Regions from separate parts of the Siniperca chuatsi genome. Here region 1 is linked to region 2. Evidence: chromatin contacts called from public Hi-C data. All regions are on one chromosome and are shown on one strand. The core of a region is the stretch at or near the end of the contact, and the rest is flanking DNA. Distances in the headings are between cores, read along the strand shown. Region 1 overlaps rnf13 (E3 ubiquitin-protein ligase RNF13). Region 2 holds the start of rubcn (run domain Beclin-1-interacting and cysteine-rich domain-containing protein).

Region 1 (5,008 bases), core at 835-3,334, 110 kb before region 2:
CATCTCGCTGATGGTCTCGTTTGCTTATGTATATCATATAGAGGCATCAGTATTAAATTGAGACTGTTTCATAACCAGTTAAAAACTCCTTGTAGCTGCTTTAATTGTTAATATCAACAATATTCACTTCTAAATCAACCCCCCAATATATGGTGAAGGGAATCTATCACTGAATTAGACACTCAGAACATTAATATCAGGTCAGGTTGCAGTCAACCTTTTAATATACACTTCTGGGAACACCATGAGAGCCAAAAGAAAAAAGCAATCTGTAGACTTGTAAACTATTAGTAAACTAACAATTTTTAGACTTTATCTCAAAATGTTTACTTGGTAAAAATGGCTGAAGTTGATCAGGTATTGCCATGCCATGACCAATCTGTTTCTTTGTCACTGTCATTATATAATTAAGTATTTTCGCTATCAGTTACATTCATTCAGTCATAGGGGGTCGTCGACTCAGTTTTAAGTGACACAGAAATGTATGGCCTCATGAGAAATTAAAGGAAAAATCTGAATAAAAGGATGGAGAACCATATCAAATGCTTCCGTGCACAGGGCTCACTGAACTGTTTGGTGAGTATGAAAATGATGTGAATAAAATGCTATGGCCATTACAGTGACCAGATCTCAACCCAGTTAAATGTCATGTTTCTCACCACAGTCTTTCCCCTTCTCTCTGTCACTCGCCACTATTTAATTGCGCAAATGTGTCACGACTGATCATATGTGAACTAAACTACTTCAGCATCACATGCTTGATGAATAATTTGTCCTCATTTGGTGTTTTCCTAAACTTTGACACCTTGGCTCAAGACTAATGCAATAACGGGGAATTCAGTTTGGTATCGTTACAACACAGGCATTCTCTGGGAGCTGGTTTATAGGTTTATAGTCTTTTTCCTCCACTGTGTCTTTATTTCCCAAGTACAATGCATGCACAGGAATTTGTCCTAGTGATGTTGGGTTTAGATCATACTCACGGGTTACATAGGGGCATAAATTCATCCTGGCACATGCGGACAACAGAACCTCATATTCAGAGTAAAGGTAACACAAGATGAAAAAAAATATTAATATTAATATTGTTACACAAAAAAGCCCTATGTCACCCAGCTTGAAGTTTGACAGAGCAGTGGGATTATATAATCAGTTTATGGTGGTATTAGATGAGTCTTTTGGTGTTTTAAAGTGATATCCGTGCGCAGACAGCATTTTATCTACGTCTCCTTTCAGTCTACATTTTCAGGATTTCCACTCCTTCCACAGTCATTTCCTGTTTTTCACCGTGCTGTCCTCTGCATTCTGCAGTTCTGGCACGTGTTTCTTTAGATGTTTTTTTCTACCCAACAGAGGGCGCTCTTGCCACTGGTTTCAAAGTCAAGAGGAGGAATGTAAGGCAGTAGCACAGTGACGTCATTTAGCAGCAAGGCAGAGCTGCACTGGAGGAGGCAGCCAGAGGTGACGGTGGTGTTGGGCGGTGGGTGATTCCTCACATGTTCCTCCTCCCCAATGTGAGATTTCACAGATGATCCCTGAATTTGACCTTTCATGCGTCAAATCTTATTAATGTTTTACTACCACCAGGCAGTGCATTCAGTCAGCGACTTTGTCTCTTCTGTTGTGCGGTATGGTTCGGCTTGTTAGTAAATGCAATGTGTCACTGTGGTCATTTTCCATATGTGGCTCAGCTGCTGTTTTGGAGTCATGTTAGTGTGGCAGCCAGCAAGATGCACTCACAGTGTGTGTGTGTGAGAGAGAGAGAGAAAGTGCTGACTCTCCTTTATATATGGGCTGGGTTTTTTTAAAGCATTGGCTTTAGGAGAGAGAGAGGGAGCTGAAAGTGGCGGCAGAGTCCCACAGCAGTCCACACTTCCTGCCTACCACCCTGCCTCTGACACACACACACACACACACACACACACACACACACAGTGGTGTATGTATAAGAGCAGCAGAGGTTTAGAAATGTATCTCACATCAGGTCCCTCACTCCTCATCTCTTGGGTGTTTTCCTTTCATCATCTCTTCTCCATTTATCTGCTCTGGTTCTTTGCTCCTTCTCTTTTCTCACCATCTGTCTGCCTCTTTTTGTCTTCACCTTTCTATTTTGGTCTTTCTCCATCTGTTTTTTCTGGTTTTCCTCTTTTGTCTGCATTTCAGTGGGTCTCTGATGCCCTTTGCTTCCATATTTGTATCTTTTGCTGTTTTCGCCTTTGTTCTCCGTCCCTTTATCACTCTGTCAGCCTCTCTGTCTAACTCTCTCTCTCTTCTCACTATCTCCCTCTCATCAGTCACTTCAAAAGCTGTTGTTGGAAATGGGACTAAGGCAGGAAGCAGCAGAGAGAGAAAGAGAGATGGGAAATACAAGGGCCAGAGTTTTTCAGGGCAAACTGAGACCCTGACCAACTGAAAACACCAGCATGCACAGGGACTCTCTCTCTCTCTCTCTCTCTCTCACACACACACACACACACACACACACACACACTTCATTTTTATGCATCAGTAATATTCTTCATTCCAGTGGAAAGTTCTGTATTCATTATGCATGCATTACCATGTTAAATTTATGTTTGATTTGCCAGTATTACATCTGGGGCTGCAGCACAACTGCCACTCGGCATCTTGTTTTTTTTGTTGTGTTTTTTTCTTGTTAGTTTTTCATCTGTGGTTGTGATGGATGTTGTTAATCTGAGAGCAGCAGGGGGGTTGAACAAAGAAGGCGCTGCTCAGACTTTGGGTCAGGGAGCTGAAACTGGGATGTAACTGTGTCTAGCCACTATAACAGTATGCAGGCTCACTAAGCAGGTCATAAAAATCTGACAAAACAGTGTGATCATATCTTGGAAAGGACTGCGATCTACTCTGAAAAGGTTTTTAGAAACGCAGAAAGAATCTTGATCTTCAGCGCGGATGACTTGTCATGTAGCTATGAAGCTGTTGTGATGTATTGTGATTTTAAAAAATGATTTTCAGCTAGTGACTTGCCTACAGTCCATCAACTATCAACATAAATCAAAATGAACACTGACAAAACTAGCAAATCCTGTTATATGTTATCCTGATATGACCAGTGGTACCTCAGAGGTGTGATAAAGTAAGCTAATGACCCTTAATGTCACTTTGAATCAGCACACATTAATTCCTGTTAAAGTGCCCTTCAGCAAAACAGTTAACCCCTAACTGCTCCAGTGTAGCTTTTTATTTATTGATATTTGAGGACACAAGCTCTGATGCATGGATGAATGAAACTGAATAAATGTGAAACAAGGTCATTACTTTGTCAGCAATATAGTAGTTACTCATTATTACGTTTTCTTTTTATCTGTTTTTGGTCTGAAAAACACAACAGTTTGAATACAGAGGATCATTTTTGTAAAAGGGTTTTCAGTTTGTCAACCAAAGTCTGCTCTTTATACAAGTTGCATAATAAAGTTCAATTGTGTTGTATGATTTCTTTTTAGTGCTAGATAGTGCTTTCTATAAATAATAGATATCTTATTTTGGAAAAAGATTCCTCATTTGACTCCTCATTTTCTGTTTGACTTCCAAGAAATGACATTTGGTTCAACTTCGATGTAAGTCACTCATGTATTTCTCTCACCATGATGATGTCATCCCCTCAGGGCTTCCTGATTGGGGCGCGACCAGAAAATGCGTGCCAGCCCATCGAGCCCCCTCCGAGGGACAACTTGACGGGCGCCTTCATCGTCCTCATCAAGCGCTTCGACTGCAACTTTGACATCAAGGTAGTGTTTACATTGGTTGGTGTGTGTGTGTGTAGTTATTGTCAGAGATGGAAATCCTACATGACTAAACCACACCCCACCTATTAATCAACCCCAACCATCTCTAGTTTTAAACTAAACATAATTATTTTAACTTTATATCTAAGCATAACATAACCATTTTATTCTGATAGCTAAACAGGGAAACTGACAGTCTGACCAAAACTATGTGCTGCATCGTTGGTACAGTGAATTATGACCCTATTAATTTCACTTGTATTTCACTAACAGGCTTCCACTGCTTCTTTAGTGAAACTCTATTTTTTTGGGAAACTGTGAATGCCGTTTTAGTGCTTAGCAATACCTAGAAGTAATTGAAAACATCATTTATTTCAGCAGCTCTTAATTTATAAGGGCAAGCTGCCAAAACTATAACAGTGTGTGCGAGGTACTGTACACTGATGTATGTTGCCTCACGCTGAGTTTATATCGGTAGGTGGTGTTTCAGAGTTAGTTTCACTGACGCTCTTAGATCAGCTGGTTGGGACAGGAAAACAGGAAGCGGCCATTTCCCTAAACACAATTTCCTGCACAAGCATCTATCCCTTTTTTTTCTTCTTCTCCCCCTGCTGCAGTTTTGTGTGTAATGCTGGATTTGCGGAGTTGAAAAGTTGTGTTTGCCTCATAAGTCAGTGAAGCAGCTGAAAGATGGAGAGAGCTGATCTCCATTCGTCAAGTGAGGCATCAGGCCATGTGCAGCGCAGAGAGGGTGGTGTGTGTTGGGAGTGTCACCTAGTTCAACAGGAGAAATGGAAAAGAGTAAAAAATAATGGTGTCTCTATAACTGACCTGCCAATAGAAAAGCAGTCTAACAAAGCATCTAATCTTAGTTAAAAAGTCAAACACAGTTGCTATAAATTAACCCAGGATTTTGAGTTAAGCTGGGTCATTGGCCGTTTTGAAGGAAACACGTCAATTGTTAATTTGCATAGAAATGGAAATTGCTGCACCAGTTTTTAATACCTCTGCAAGTTTCCTGCAGTGAATGCCAGTAAGAATGAAATCTTGAAGATGACAACAAAATATAAGGCACAAACACAAGTGTTTATTATTAGGGACTTTGGAGAACTTGAAGATACATTTCTTGTTTCAGAATTTCAAGACATTTACTATAGAGACTTTTTTTTCAGGACCAGCAGACATCCTGAATTGTTGCCAGATACTTCAGTAATGAACACATTACTTATCCCCTGTGATTAGATATTTTTCAAACTTGT
Region 2 (4,762 bases), core at 902-3,401:
TAACATATTTAGTAATAGTAATAGTATCACTAGTAATAATTGTCCAGTTCTCTTGTTTCAACACCACCTAACACTTCCAAAGAAGCTAAAGTGTCATATAATGTCACAGCACAGGGGAAGGAAGTTTTATGTAATCCCAGCAGTGATTTATGCTTTCCCGGAACTGCTCTCTTGTGTATGTGTGTGCGTGTGTGTATGTGTGCTATGCAAGTACAATTACTCACCATTCAGTCATCCGCAACCACGCCTAGCAATTATTGGGGATGAGATTTACTGTTACAGAGCGTAACACTGTGCACCCTCCTGACTCACCACTGCCATCAAGTGATACAACTTCTTGTAAACTACATGTACATGTACATGGAATTCACAGACAAGACTTTGGTGCCATCATGTGGGTATGATGTGAAAGTGGTCGCTAAGGTGGGGGGAACAGCCTGGGGTTCTTCATGGCATCCCCAGGTTAAATACATTATAGCAGAATTTTTAATTCACTAGAAATGAACATTTTATATTAATTTTCTCAGAAGGATGTCTCTGGGACATAATTATATCAAAAACAGAGGATTACATTTAGGTATTTCAGTACCATGGCTCTGGTATTGTGCACAATGGCTCACTGGCTCCTGAATGTAACATAGACATCATTAATAGTATTAGTTACATTTGTGCTTTACCTGCCATTGACAAGTTCTCCATGAGAAAAACAAACAAACAAACTATAAATTATAGACAAATTGCCTTAACATCGCACATATGTAAACTGATGGAAGGAATGGTAAATGAAAGACTAATGTATTATTTAGAGAAACAGGATATAATTACAGAGTGGATTTAGGAAAGGGAGGGGTACTTTGGATCCAGAGGACGAAGTAAGGAAATCAGAATCAGAAATACTTTATTATTGATCCCTGAGGGGAAACTCAGCACTGCAGTGTTCTTTGATGTAGAAATAAAATCGTATGATATGCTATGGAAGGAGGGGCTTCTGATTAAGTTACATTTAGTAGAAATTGGAGGAAAAGATTTTAATTGGATAATGGACTTTTTGAACAAGTGAACTATCCAGGTAAAAGTAGGATCTAAAATTTCCAACAAGTATGAGGTAGAAAATGGGAGACCTCAGGGGAGTGTGATACATTTCTGAAAATGTATCATTAGATATGGGAAGATGGATATTTGCAGATGAAGGGGCTTTGTGGAAAAGAGAGGGAAATTTGGGTCATGTAATAAAAAAAGAATTGCAAAAAGGAATATATTAAGTTGAAAATGTTGGAGAAGAAATGGGGATTGAAGTTTTCAGCTGAAAAAACAAAAGTAATGTTCTTCACAAGAAAGAAGATTAGAGAAAATACTCATTTGAAACTATATGGAAATAATTTTAGTTAGGTTAGATTATGGGATTGTAGTTTATGGATCTGTATAAAAATCTGTACTTGGAGGATTAGATGTGACCCAGTCCTGGGCTCTTAGATTATGTATAGGAGCCGTACGCACGTCACAGAACGTGTGCCCTACAAGTTGAGACAGGAGAAATGCCACTGTGCTTCAGCAGAAAACAGCTCCTAGTCAACTACTGGATGAATTAGAGAGGTCATGGAAAAGGTCACCCAACCAAAGAAGTGCTACAGGCCAGCTGGGGAAAGGGAGAGAATACCAAAATGTGGCTGGTCAGGAGATGCAGAGACTTGGAAGTATATGAAATTGAGTTTTGTCCAGCTGTGATATGGTCTATAATCCCTGTGTGGTTACTAGAAACTCTGTTGGTAGATTTGGAATTACTTCAAATTAAGGCAGGAGTGAGTGAGTTTTATAGTTATAAGGAATGTATTAAACAAAATATGTGTGTGTATACTGTTGAGTTGTGTATATATATATATATATATATATATATATATATATATATATATATATATATATATATATATATATATATATATATATATATATATATATATATATATATATATATATATATATATATATATCAGAGAGAAAGGACATGATGGAAGAAATGAAAAGGTTAGGGCTAACAAGCGCAGGATTAAAGAGCACACTGGAGTATGGTGGAAGTGTAGGAGTTAACTAACTCCAGAAGATGGCAGTAATGCAGAACTAAGGATGCCAGCTTCCGTTAACCCTCAAAGAAGAAGAAGAAGAAATAACACCACCACCGCCATCTCCGCCACCGCCCACTTGCTGATGAGAGAAGGAGATCATGCGGCCTCCACTGTTTTGATTCACAGCTCGGACAGGCAGGGCAGAGATGGCGGAAGACTGGAAGTCCGGGTAACTATTTCAACCTGCCCTACTAGTACTGGGGTAAATCTTCGTTGTACTAAATAAGACAGAGGGAGTTATCGGGAAAGCTGGCAGCTTTGTACGGTACTCGATTCCGCCCGGATGACATGGAGATATCGGCGGAGGGAGAGGCGGAGGAGCGCAGGTGAGTGACATCCTGGGCTGGTTACCCGTCTCGGCTAGCTGTGCAAAGAGTGACTGTGGTTATATAACTTAAACAACAAGATTTCAAACTGTATCACTGAGAACCCACTCGCTAGTTAAACAAAGACGACCAGTAATGCTTTTTGGAGCGGCAATTCACTTAAACTGAGCCTTTGTAATAAAGTTAGGTAGCTAGCTAGCTAGAACACTGGAGTGCTAGCGGCAAAATTAGGCTAGGCTAACCTGACATGTCAAGGTTTGACAACTTGGAGCAAACAGCATTAGCTAAGAACATTAGCTGCGAGGCTTGTCAACCTGTCTAATAAAGGTCAACGGACTGAAAGTTTGGTTGCATTAAAGCAATTCGTATATTTGTTACATAACCGCTAGGGTATGTATTAGATAACGTTAAGAGTGCTAACTGTTAGCCATTTCATAGCTAGGTTGTGCTAACAGCTAACGCTAGCTGTAAAATCAAGTTGACGTCTGCGAGGTGTCGCTGGTTGTGTTGTGCAGGATATTCACATATTATTAATGGGAACTAAAAATCCACAATTGGGTTTAAAATAGCAATAGCAATTTAGCAAGCTAAAGTGCTTGTTTTTTTATACAGGCTGCCAATGGACATCCAAAATTCATACATTATTAGCATTAGTTGACAACAGGATTACTGGAAGAATTTGTTCACAAATTTTCTACCGAGTTAGTAACAAGAGTCGCTAAAATGACCTTTCAGTCTGAACAGCGCACATACAGTATACTCATTGATATAATATCAGTAGAGTGAATATTGTATCAGTAATGAAGACATTTCTGCCTTGTTAGGACATCATAGGTACACGGATGATGAGGGAAGTTGGACCCGGCCATGTACACTAATTGACAGATGGCACCAGGATACACCATGATAACTTTGAGATCCTCTTTGCGTGTTTAAGGTTTGAAGGCTTGAGGCTTCTCTTGTAGAACACACACAGGCACTCACGCACAAATTAATGAAACAGAGAGAAAGTAATCCTTAACCTCAACAACCTCGCTGAGTCTTGTAGAATTTCACTCCATGATGTCCAGCACACACACACACACACACACACACACACACACACACACACATACACTTAATACATGTCACACACACCTTTCTTGTTGCATCATGCTCTACAGTATGTGGAGAATGTTCTCTAACATGCAGCCTCCTGATTTGATTAGTTAGCTGGGCAGCTGATCTCGTGATGCTGCTCAGCACTGCTGATTTATATGAAAAAAGGACTTGTTCATAAATGTGCTATTCATAGCCTTTACTTTTCAACATTCTTTGCATCCACGTTTCTGTTTTCTCTGTCTGAGATGACGATTGAGAGTTTTTTTAGAGAAAGTAAAATAATTAGCGATTGTGAGTTAGGCTACATAACTGCATTATCTAAATCATGTTTAGGTCTAAGTTATGTTTAGGTGCTGATTCTTTTCTCTTTTTTTGTAATTCAAGTTTTCCATTAGATAAACAACATAATGCACCACAAGACAACAATGCAGAACAGGTGACAAAGCAAACGGAACAAAACAAATCTGGGCATATATAGTAAACCTAAGTAAAATAAGCCGTACCAATAAAATAAGGGAAAAAATGGGGGCGATTCTTATCTTATAATGCATTTAAGCACACACCACATGTTAAAATATAGTATGTAAGTAGCAGATAAAGTTAAATACCAGTTAAATTATCCTATACTCAAAGAATACACCATCAAGGGTCAGTAACCTGACAGCAGATCTTTTATCCTGTTGGTGCAGTTTTGTGACTAGTTCTCAATAGCATTCAGTTTGACTGCTGACTTAAGGGGAAAAAGAGGAAGTCCTGGATATGAGCCAGTGCTGTATGGCTCTTAGGGAATGTGGCCTGATATAATTTTGTTTTGCATCAGACACTTTTGGAGCAGCAGCTTTCCATGGCTGTATCCTAAAGATAAGGTTTGACCCCCTGAACTCCATATCAACCATTATTTGTTGATATGGTTTGTAATATAGAATATCAACATTGAGACTTTAGAAAGGTCCTTGCTTGCAGAAAATTACAACTTTAAAGCTTCTAATGCGCACACATTGGAGCTCAGTGCTCTTCTTTAAGCAGAATTAGTAAGGATAATATGGGGTAATGGTTATGCATCAGAAATGTCCCTTATAGGTCAAAAAGTTCTGCTTGTGCTTTGCTAACAGGCACTAAAGACGTGGACTCTTGTTAACATTTTGTTTTATGGGGAGGGAGTGGGGCAGTGTCTATTTATGTATCTGTTTCTTTAGGCCAGGATGAGGTGATACT

What was found. Hi-C and Micro-C count contacts between places; a contact is called where the count stands out from the background.
Region 1: a contact with region 2 is called in a Hi-C map of liver, with 3 times the contacts expected there. The contact joins the enhancer-like site here to the promoter of rubcn in region 2. A contact is called at or near these places in 2 of 3 Hi-C or Micro-C datasets (liver and skeletal muscle).

The regions. Positions count from the first base shown.
Region 1 is chrLG6:13,870,562-13,875,569 of ASM2008510v1, reverse strand. It overlaps rnf13 (E3 ubiquitin-protein ligase RNF13), which reads left to right. Exons shown (of 10, transcript XM_044201072.1): 4 at 3,630-3,752. Among protein-coding and RNA genes, the nearest start is that of rnf13, 17 kb to the left of the region's middle. Within about 2 kb of position 2,084, the one cell type or tissue checked has an H3K27ac peak away from gene starts, as active enhancers do. A contact at or near this core is called in liver, where this site is marked.
Region 2 is chrLG6:13,758,227-13,762,988 of ASM2008510v1, reverse strand. It overlaps rubcn (run domain Beclin-1-interacting and cysteine-rich domain-containing protein), which reads left to right and starts at 2,151. Exons shown (of 23, transcript XM_044201068.1): 1 at 2,151-2,446; 2 at 3,271-3,383.